2 separate regions of the Macaca mulatta genome follow, and region 2 is linked to region 1. The links are chromatin contacts, called in public Hi-C maps. All regions are on one chromosome and are shown on one strand. Each heading gives the region's core, a stretch centred on a gene start, on an enhancer-like site or on the middle of the called end of the contact. The rest is flanking DNA. Distances are from core to core; before and after follow the strand shown.

The links. A called contact is a pair of places that touch in the nucleus more often than the background predicts.
Region 2: a contact with region 1 is called in a Hi-C map of fetal cortex germinal zone, with 2.1 times the contacts expected there. The contact joins the promoter of RMDN3 here to the promoter of RAD51 in region 1. A contact is called at or near these places in 3 of 14 Hi-C or Micro-C datasets (CD4 T cells, cortical neurons and fetal cortex germinal zone).

The regions. Positions count from the first base shown.
Region 1 is chr7:18,028,380-18,032,674 of T2T-MMU8v2.0, reverse strand. RAD51 (RAD51 recombinase) reads right to left here and starts at 1,731. Exons shown (of 10, transcript XM_015141943.3): 1 at 1-1,731.
Region 2 is chr7:18,097,216-18,101,510 of T2T-MMU8v2.0, reverse strand. RMDN3 (regulator of microtubule dynamics 3) reads left to right here and starts at 2,198. Exons shown (of 13, transcript NM_001261760.1): 1 at 2,198-2,207; 2 at 2,613-2,806. The coding sequence starts at 2,620.

The DNA.
Region 1 (4,295 bases), core at 482-2,981:
GCCTTCCGGATCCGCCTTCTTGCCCCTTCCGCCCTCCGCGCTAGCCCAAGACTGGAACTCGAGAGCTTGATCCTGCGCGAGGTTACGGACTGCCCTCTTCCCTTTTTGCGTAAGGACTAATTCAGACTTTATGCCGGGCGCGGTGGCTCACGCGCGTAGTCCCAGCTAACTCGGGAGGCCGAGGCGAGAGGATCGTCTGAGCCTAGGAGTTCTAGGCCAACCACGGCAACGCCCCTACTCTTACCCTAGTCCCTCGCGGGTGGGGCGAGGGTTTTCGGGGGACGGTGGGGGAAGACATCAGAGTTGCTGTGGTCTGTTTACCAGATCGAAGACTACAACTCCCAAGAGGTAATGCGTCGGCCCGGGACTGCATCTCCCGGCATGCACCGCCGGCGGGCCTGCGAGTTCCTACCGTCATCCCAGCTGGACTATTACCTGGAGCCGGACTATTACCTAGAGCCTTAGCACTCTTGTGGTTTGTTTCAGCAGTATCTGAACGTCAGCTTTTGGCGCTGGTAGCTCTGAGCCTCCGACTCACATTCCTGGAACCAGGTGCTTTCCAGGCCTCATGGAGGTGGAGGAGCTGAGGAAGCTCGAGAAGATGGATAGAAGTGGGAAATGGAGCTATCGGAGGGGAGAGGGAAACGGCTGGAATATTCGTCAATCTGTGGTGCTTTACTGGAGATTTGCAGGACTTCAGAGGAAGGGGGCATTGAATTTCATAACCTAAACCGTCTCGTGGTTTACCAGAAAGTTTTGACCCGTGATTCCGGTTTTAAAGGCTGAGTAGGGCCGAGAATCGCTTGAACCCGGGAGGAAGAGGTTGCAACGAACCGAGATCTCGCCACTGTACTCCAGCGTGGGCGACAGAACGAGAGTGTCTCAAAACAACACAAGCTAGCTGAGTAGGATTTCTTGGGCGAAGTGGAAGACACTATAAGCAGATAGGGTAGTATGGGCATGGAAACAAACTACATGATTAAAGATTAGTATTATCTAGCGAGGGAGGAAAAGTGCCAGAACAAGTGCCGAAACTGGAAAGTTACATTTAGTTCAGGATATGAAGAGGCTTAAGATCATATAAGGCCTGCACAGTGGCTCACGCCTGTGATCCCAGCACTTTGGGAAGCCAAGGCAGGAGAGGATCGCTTGAGCTCAGGAGTTGGAGGCCAGCCTGGGCAACATAGTGGGACCCCATATCTCCAAAAAGAATAAGCTGGGCATGGTGGCTTGTGCCTGTGGTCTCAGCTATCCCGGAAGCTGAGGTGGGAGGATTGCTTGAGCTCAGGACGTCAAGGCTGCAGTGAGCTATGATGGGACACTGCACTCCAACCTGGGCTACAGAGTGAGATCTTGTCCCAAAAAGCAAGCAACAACAACAAAACATGTAAGAAGAGGCCAGGCGCGGTGGCTCAAGCCTGTAATCCCAGCACTTTGGGAAGCCAAGGTGGGTGGATCACGTGGTCAGTTCAAGACCAGCCTGGCCAAGATGGCAAAACCCCATCTCTACTAAAACTACAAAAAGTAGCTGGGCGTGGTGACGCATGCAAGTAATCCCAGCTACTTGGGAGGCTGAGGCACAGAATTGCTTGAACCTGGGAGGTGGAGGTTGCAGTGAGCCGAGATCACCCCACTGCACTCCAGCCTGGGCAACAGAGCAAGACTCAGTCTCAAAAAATACATATATAAGGAGCTTTGTTCTCTAGGTACTGAATAAATCACTGAAAGTTTTGTTTTTTGTTTTTTTTTTTTTTTTGAGACGGAGTCTCGGTCTGTCGCCCAGACTGGAGTGCAGTGGCCGGATCTCAGCTCACTGCAAGCTCCGCCTCCCGGGTTTACGCTATTCTGCCTCAGCCTCCCGAGTAGCTGGGACTACAGGCGCCAGCCACCTCGCCCGGCTAGTTTTTTGTATTTTTTAGTAGAGACGGGGTTTCACCGTGTTAGCCAGGATGGTCTCGATCTCCTGACCTCGTGATCCGCCCGTCTCGGCCTCCCAAAGTGCTGGGATTACAGGCTTGAGCCACCGCGCCCGGCCCACTGAAAGTTTTTAAGAAGACAAGTTATTTGGTTAGATCTATTTCCCCTCCACTATTACTAATTTGTTATTATTATTATTATTATTATTATTTTTAGATGGAGTCTCACTCTGTTACCCAGGCTGGAGTGCAGGGATGCGATCTCAGCTCACTGCAACCCCTACCTCCCAGATGCAAGCGAGTCTCCATGCCTCAGCCTCCCAAGTAACTGGGATTTTAGGCACTCGCCACCACACCCAGCTAATTTTTTGTATTTTTAGTAGAGACAGGGTTTCACCATGTTGGCCAGGCTGGTCTCAAACTCCTGACCTCAGGTGATCCACCTGCCTTGGCCTCCCAAAGTGCTGGAATTACAGGTGTGAACCATCATGCCTGGCTTTTTTTTTATTTTTGAGATAGCGTCTCGCTCTGTTCAAGTTGGCCTTGAACTCCTGGCCTCAAGTGATCCTCCCACCTTGACCTCCCAAAGTGTTGGAATTACAGGTGTGAGCCGTTGCAACGGCCTTATTACTACTTTATATATGTGGAGTGCTTTAAAGTTGACAAAGTTTTTATTTAATCCTCACACTATTACCCTGTGGCATTGAAGAATAGATTTCAGGAGAGTGAAAGTGAAGACAGCAAAAAGGAAGTTGTTGCAATATTTCAGGCAAGAGATGAAGATTTAAATTAGATTCCAATTCTACCTTTTTGGCACCAGGGACCTGTTTTATCAAAGACAGTTTTCTACAGGGCTTGGGGGGTGGGCCTGAGGCAGAGAATGGTTTTGGAATGAAACTGTTATACCTCAAGATCATCAGTTAGATTCCCATAAGGAGTGTGCAATCTAGATTCCTCACAGGTGCAGTTCAAAATAGGGTTTGTGGCCAGGTGCGGTGGCTCAAGCCTGTAATCCCAGCACTTTGGGAGGCCGAGACGGGCGGATCACAGGGTCAGGAGATGGAGACCATCCTGGCTAACCCCGTGAAACCCCCGTCTCTACTAAAAAATACAAAATAGGCCGGGCGCGGTGGCTCAAGCCTGTAATCCCAGCACTTTGAGAGGCCGAGACGGGCGGATCATGAGGTCAGGAGATCGAGACCATCCTGGCTAACACGGTGAAACCCCGTATCTACTAAAAAATACAAAAAAACTAGCCGGGCGAGGTGGCGGGTGCCTGTAGTCCCAGCTACTCGGGAGGCTGAGGCAGGACAATGGTGTGAACCCAGGAGGCGGAGCTTGCAGTGAGCTGAGATCGCGCCACTGCACTCCAGCCTGGGCGGCAGAGCGAGACTCCGTCTCAAAAAAAAAAAAAAAAAAAAAAAAAAATAGCCAGGTGAGGTGGCGGGCGCCTGTAGTCCCAGCTACTCGGGAGGCTGAGGCAGGAGAATGGCGTAAACCCGCAAGGCGGAGCTTGCAGTGAGCTGAGATCCGGCCACTGCACTCCAGCCTGGGCGACAGAGCGAGACTCCGTCTCAAAAAAACAAACAAACAAACAAACAAAAGAATAGGGTTTGAGTTCCTGTGAGAATCTAATGCTCTCCCTGATCTGATAGGAGGCAGAGCTCAGGCAGTAATGCTTGCTTGCCAGCTGCTCACCTCCTGCTCTTCAGCCCAGTTCCTAACAGGCCACAGGTCTACAATGGGGCATTGGGGTCCTCTGAATTAGAGGAATAACAGAGAGAACAGACTCAGGCAGCTTTCTGGATGTAGAAACAACCTAACTTAGTGATTATAGATAGTACCTGTGATAATAGTGAACTTTCTTCCATATCAAAGTTACACACCTTTGCCTCCAGTTCTTCCCACACCTTTAGAGCATCTGCAAACCTGCAGCCCTCCTCCTAGCTGACTGTAGTCACATGACTTTTACCTTTCTGACCACTGGTTGTACCAGCAGTGTTCATCTGACCCCAAATCAGCCAATCATTTTCCTGCTCCTGGAAAATTATACTTGGGTTTTATATTCAAGTCTGACCTCAGGAATTTATGGAGCAAGGTACACAGATAGATGTGTCAAATCAGAGAAAGCACATCTGCAGAAAGATTAAGAAATTGATGTCAGGCGCGATGGCTCAAGCCTGTAACCCCAGCTCTCTGGGAGACCAAGGCAGGTGGATCACCTGAGGTCAGGAGGAGTTCGAGACCAGCCTGGCCAACATGGTGAAACCCCATCTCTACTAAAAATACAAAAATTAGCTGGGTGTGGTGGCACATGCCGGTAATCCCAGCTACTCAGGAGGCCAAGGCAGGAGAATCGCTTGAACCCGGGAGGCAGAG
Region 2 (4,295 bases), core at 949-3,448, 68 kb before region 1:
CATTGACAAGGATGGGGATAACGGTGGGTCAGGGTAAGGAGGAGGTTGGGCAGGAGACCGGAGGGGTGGCCAGGATAGGGTGTCAGGAGGCTCAGAAAAAGAGGAGTAATCATCCCTCTCCTTGCCCGAGGGAAAAGACTTTGCGAGCAGAACTTGAGCTAACGAGCACTGGGCGCAGAGATCTGGGCGAGAACGCAAGTCCCAAAAGGCCTGAACATAGGGTATCTCGGACCATTTGCCTAGTCTCTTGCAGAAGTTGGTCAGATCTGTGAGAATGTTAAAGTCTAGAGTGCCTTCTGCAGGCCACTGAGACTGATTATCCAATTTATACTGCGGTCATGCTACTGTGCAGAAGAAAATGAGCCGCTTTTTTTTAGGTCTTGGCTGAGACTTAAAGTCTAGAAATTAGCCAAGAGGCACCTCAGAGGGGATTTTCCGTCTGGTTTGGACTGGGTAGTTCCCATGGTCTTAAGGCGGGCAGTCCGGAGGCAATGGGAGCGTCCTCTCACTGCCACGCGGAGTGCGGGGTATGGTGGCTTCCGGGGAGGTTGGACGTCTCCTAGTCCCTGGTGCTGAGGTCACAGCTGACAGGAGAGAGCCCCTGACACGGCCGTGCGTTTCGGACAGGGACTCCCGGAGGGAGCCTTCAGGACGGGGGAAACTTACCCAGCAGTGATCGAATTGAGTCTTAAATTTGGTGAGACGGCGCCAGGCTTGAGGAGGGGATCCCAGCTCGGGGAGAGGAGAGGCTGCTCGACCCAGCAGGGGTCTGGGGAGGGGGTCTCCTCCCTGGTTTCGGCACCAAATGTAAAGGTAAACTGAGGCTGGAGCTGAACCGGGAACGAAGACACAAGGCAAATAAATGGCAGTGAGAATAGCTTTTATTAGGGCTTGCGGGCGAGGTTCCTCAGTCCAAAGGTGTGGGCCGAGGAAGTCGCGCTGAGGGAGGAGGGTGGGGGCTTCTTATAGCCTGAGAGGTAGGGAAGCTGGTTGTGCAAACAGGGCCTGGGGGGTCTTGAAACTACTAGAGCAGGAGTTGAGTAAGGGTCATGAGGAAGGGGTCTTTGGAAACTGTCGACGGAAATTGCTGTTGACGAACTTGTGGAATGCACGTGAGCTGCAGGTCACTGGGCGTGTGACTGCCCAGCCGGAACTCTGACGCATGTAAGTCTGAGGGTGTGTACAAGGGTGAAGGGAGTCTTTAACAAAAGGCCTGCTACGCCGGGTAACGCTGCCATGTTGGGTCTAGATTCCTGCCTAACAACGGGGTTTCGCCAGGTTGGCCAGGGTGGCCTCGAAATCCTGACTTCCGTTGCCCAGAGTGCTCATGGCTCATTGCAGCCTCCACACCCTGGGCTCAAGTGATCCTCCCATCTCAGCCCCCAGGGCATGTGGGACTACAGTCACATGCCACCACCGCAGGCCTCCTGTATTCTTATATGTATACAGTAACTCACAATTAAAGCGTAAAGAAATATAAGATCTAGTCAAGGGTATTGGGAGAACTGGCCTAGAACTTTCTTCTATCACTAAAGAAAATTTTAACTCTTAAGAAATATTCACAATACAATCGTCATCGTAGTCCATAAAATCGGTCTTTTTAGTTGCCAAAATTAGAAGTTGCATACAATTACAAGAGTAAAATAGAATTATAAAACGGTACGTTAGGTTTAAGGTTTATGGCCGGGTGCGGCGGCTCACGCACTTTGGGAGGCCGAGGCAGGCGGATCGCTGGAGACCAGGAGAGCGGGACCCAGTCTCTACAAAATAAAAATAAAATGTGGGGAGAGGGTGACGTTTTCCAGGTACAGAGGGGAGGTCCGGGCAGAAGCGCAGGGAGAAAGTGTGAATATGCTGAGCGTATTCCGGGAGCAGCAAGTAAGCCGGTGTGACCGGAGGGAAATGGAGGCCTGGATGCCGGACGGTGAGGGTGACTGCGCCAGCGTCCGCCCAAGAAGTCTCCCCGCTTTCCCGCCTTTCCTCAGCCTTCGGACCCTTTTTGCTTTCCTTTTGCGCTGTGCTGACTCCGCCCCTCCGCCGGCGCCCGTGGCCTCGCTCCTGAGGGAAACAGGCCGGGGGTGGGGCCGGCGTGGTCATCTCCGTGCGCCTTCCCTCAGGGCGCCGAGCCGCTGGCGCCGTCTGTCTGACGTCACGGTCACTGACAGCGTGAGCCCGCGGCGGCTGCTGCCATGGTGGCTGGCGGCCGGGTAAGGTTTTGAGTGGGTCTCCTGCCAGGCCAGAGCGCGTTCCTGGGCCGCAGGGGAAGGCCGGGAGTTTGCAGCCAGGGCGGCGGGTTTGTGGTCTGCAGTGTTGTGAGGCTGAGGTGGAGGGTTGAAGGCCCAGAAGCCGTACTCTGTGACCCGGATCGGAGGATGTGCTGGAGGGGTGGCTATGTCCAGGCTGGGTGAGGGGAGCGGCAGTGGGGCCCAGGGGGCTGGAGGAAGCCTTAGGGTTCAGACTGGGATGCAGGTAGTCAGGAGCTCAGGGTTTGGGCAAGGGGGTACCTGCCGGGGTTCTGCCTTGGGGGTGGGTTTACCAGACTCACGAATCTCTCTCTCTCCCTACGCCCGCCCGGCCGCCCGCCTGCTCCCGGTGGCTTCTGCTGGCCGCAGGTGCAGCATGTCTAGACTGGGAGCCCTGGGTGGTGCCCGTGCCGGGCTGGGACTGTTGCTGGGTACCGCCGCCGGCCTTGGATTCCTGTGCCTCCTTTACAGCCAGCGATGGAAACGGACCCAGCGCCATGGCCGCAGCCAGAGCCTGCCCAACTCCCTGGACTATACGCAGACTTCAGAGACCGGACGCCAGGGTAGGAGCCCGTCTCCTGAGACCGCGGTCACTGCAGACTGATGGGCCTGGGGTCTAGGCTGCTTTTGGTGGAGATTGTGGGACAGGGCAACGTAGAGAAGCGCCTTAGGGTTTCACTTTTTTGGAAGCTTGTTGAAAAAGCAGTCGTCGGGCCGGGCGCGGTGGCTCACGCCTGTAATCCCAGCACTTTGGGAGGCCTAAGCGGGCGGATCACCTGAGGTCAGGAGTTCAACACTGGCCTGACCAACATTCAACCAGATGTCAACATGGTGAAACCTTATCTCTACCAAAAATACAAAAATTAGCCGGGCGTGATGGCGCGGCCTGTAGTCCCAGCTACTGGGGAGGCCGAGGCACGAGAATCGCTTGAACCCAATAGGCAGAGGTTGCAGTGAGCTGAGGTTTCACCACTGCACTCCAGCCTGGGCGACAGAGTGGGACTCCGTCTCAAAAAAAAAAAAAAAAAAGGCAGTCATGGTTTTTTCTACTCTTTACCCTGTATTCCCAAGCAAGTATATTTCAAAAAGACTGCTTAGCTGCTTAGCTTTCACTTTTAGTTCTGGCCACACTAGTGCTATGTGGGTGTTAAAGGCACTTGCTTAGTGTTGGGTGAGGTGTGTAATAAGTAGAGAGAATCCAAAAGAGGGCAAAAAGAATAATCTTGTAGGGATTAAAAGTCTTCAGGCTTATGTATTAAATCATATATTTGAATTTGGAGACAACTTGGAAACTATCTCATTCAAGTTTTTTTGTTTGTTTGTTTTGTTTTTTAATCCCTCCTATGAGGAAACCAAGATTCAAAAAGACTGTGTAACTTTCCTGAGGCTGTCACAGATTAAGTGGCAAGGTTGGGCCTGTTGGGCCTGGTCACCTGGTCCAGTGGAGTTTCTAGGGCATAGGGCTAGGAGCACGCTTAATGCAATTGAAGCTGAATGTGGCTGGCAGCCCGCACAGCTGAAATGAGTAGTTCTTTCAAATTTGCAGATTTGTTAATTCATTTGAGCAAAGGATCTAGGGCTGGTTCAAACTACTACCATATTTGTGCAAGAGGAGTGTTTTTTTCTTTTCTTTTCTTTTTTTTTTTTTTTTTTTTTTTTTGAGATGGAGTCTCACTCTGTTGCCCAGGCTGGAGTACAGTGGCATGATCTTGGCTTACTGCAACTTCCACCTCCCTGGGTTCAAGTGATTCTTATGCCTCAGCCTCCCAAGTAGCTGGGATCACAGGTGTGCGCCACCATGCCCAGCTAATTTTTGTATTTTTAGTAAAGATGGGGTTTCCCCATGTTGGCCAGGCTGGTCTCGAACTCCTGGCCTCGGCCTCCTAAAGTGCTGGGATTACAGGCGTGAGCCACCACACCTGGCCAAGAGGAGCGTTTACATTATCTCACTCCCACGCTAATTGGAAGTGAGTGTTTTCTCTGATTGCCAGTGTTAGATGGTTTGGAAAAGTTAGTTCTGGAGGAGTCTTCAAAGAGCTATCACCTTAGATT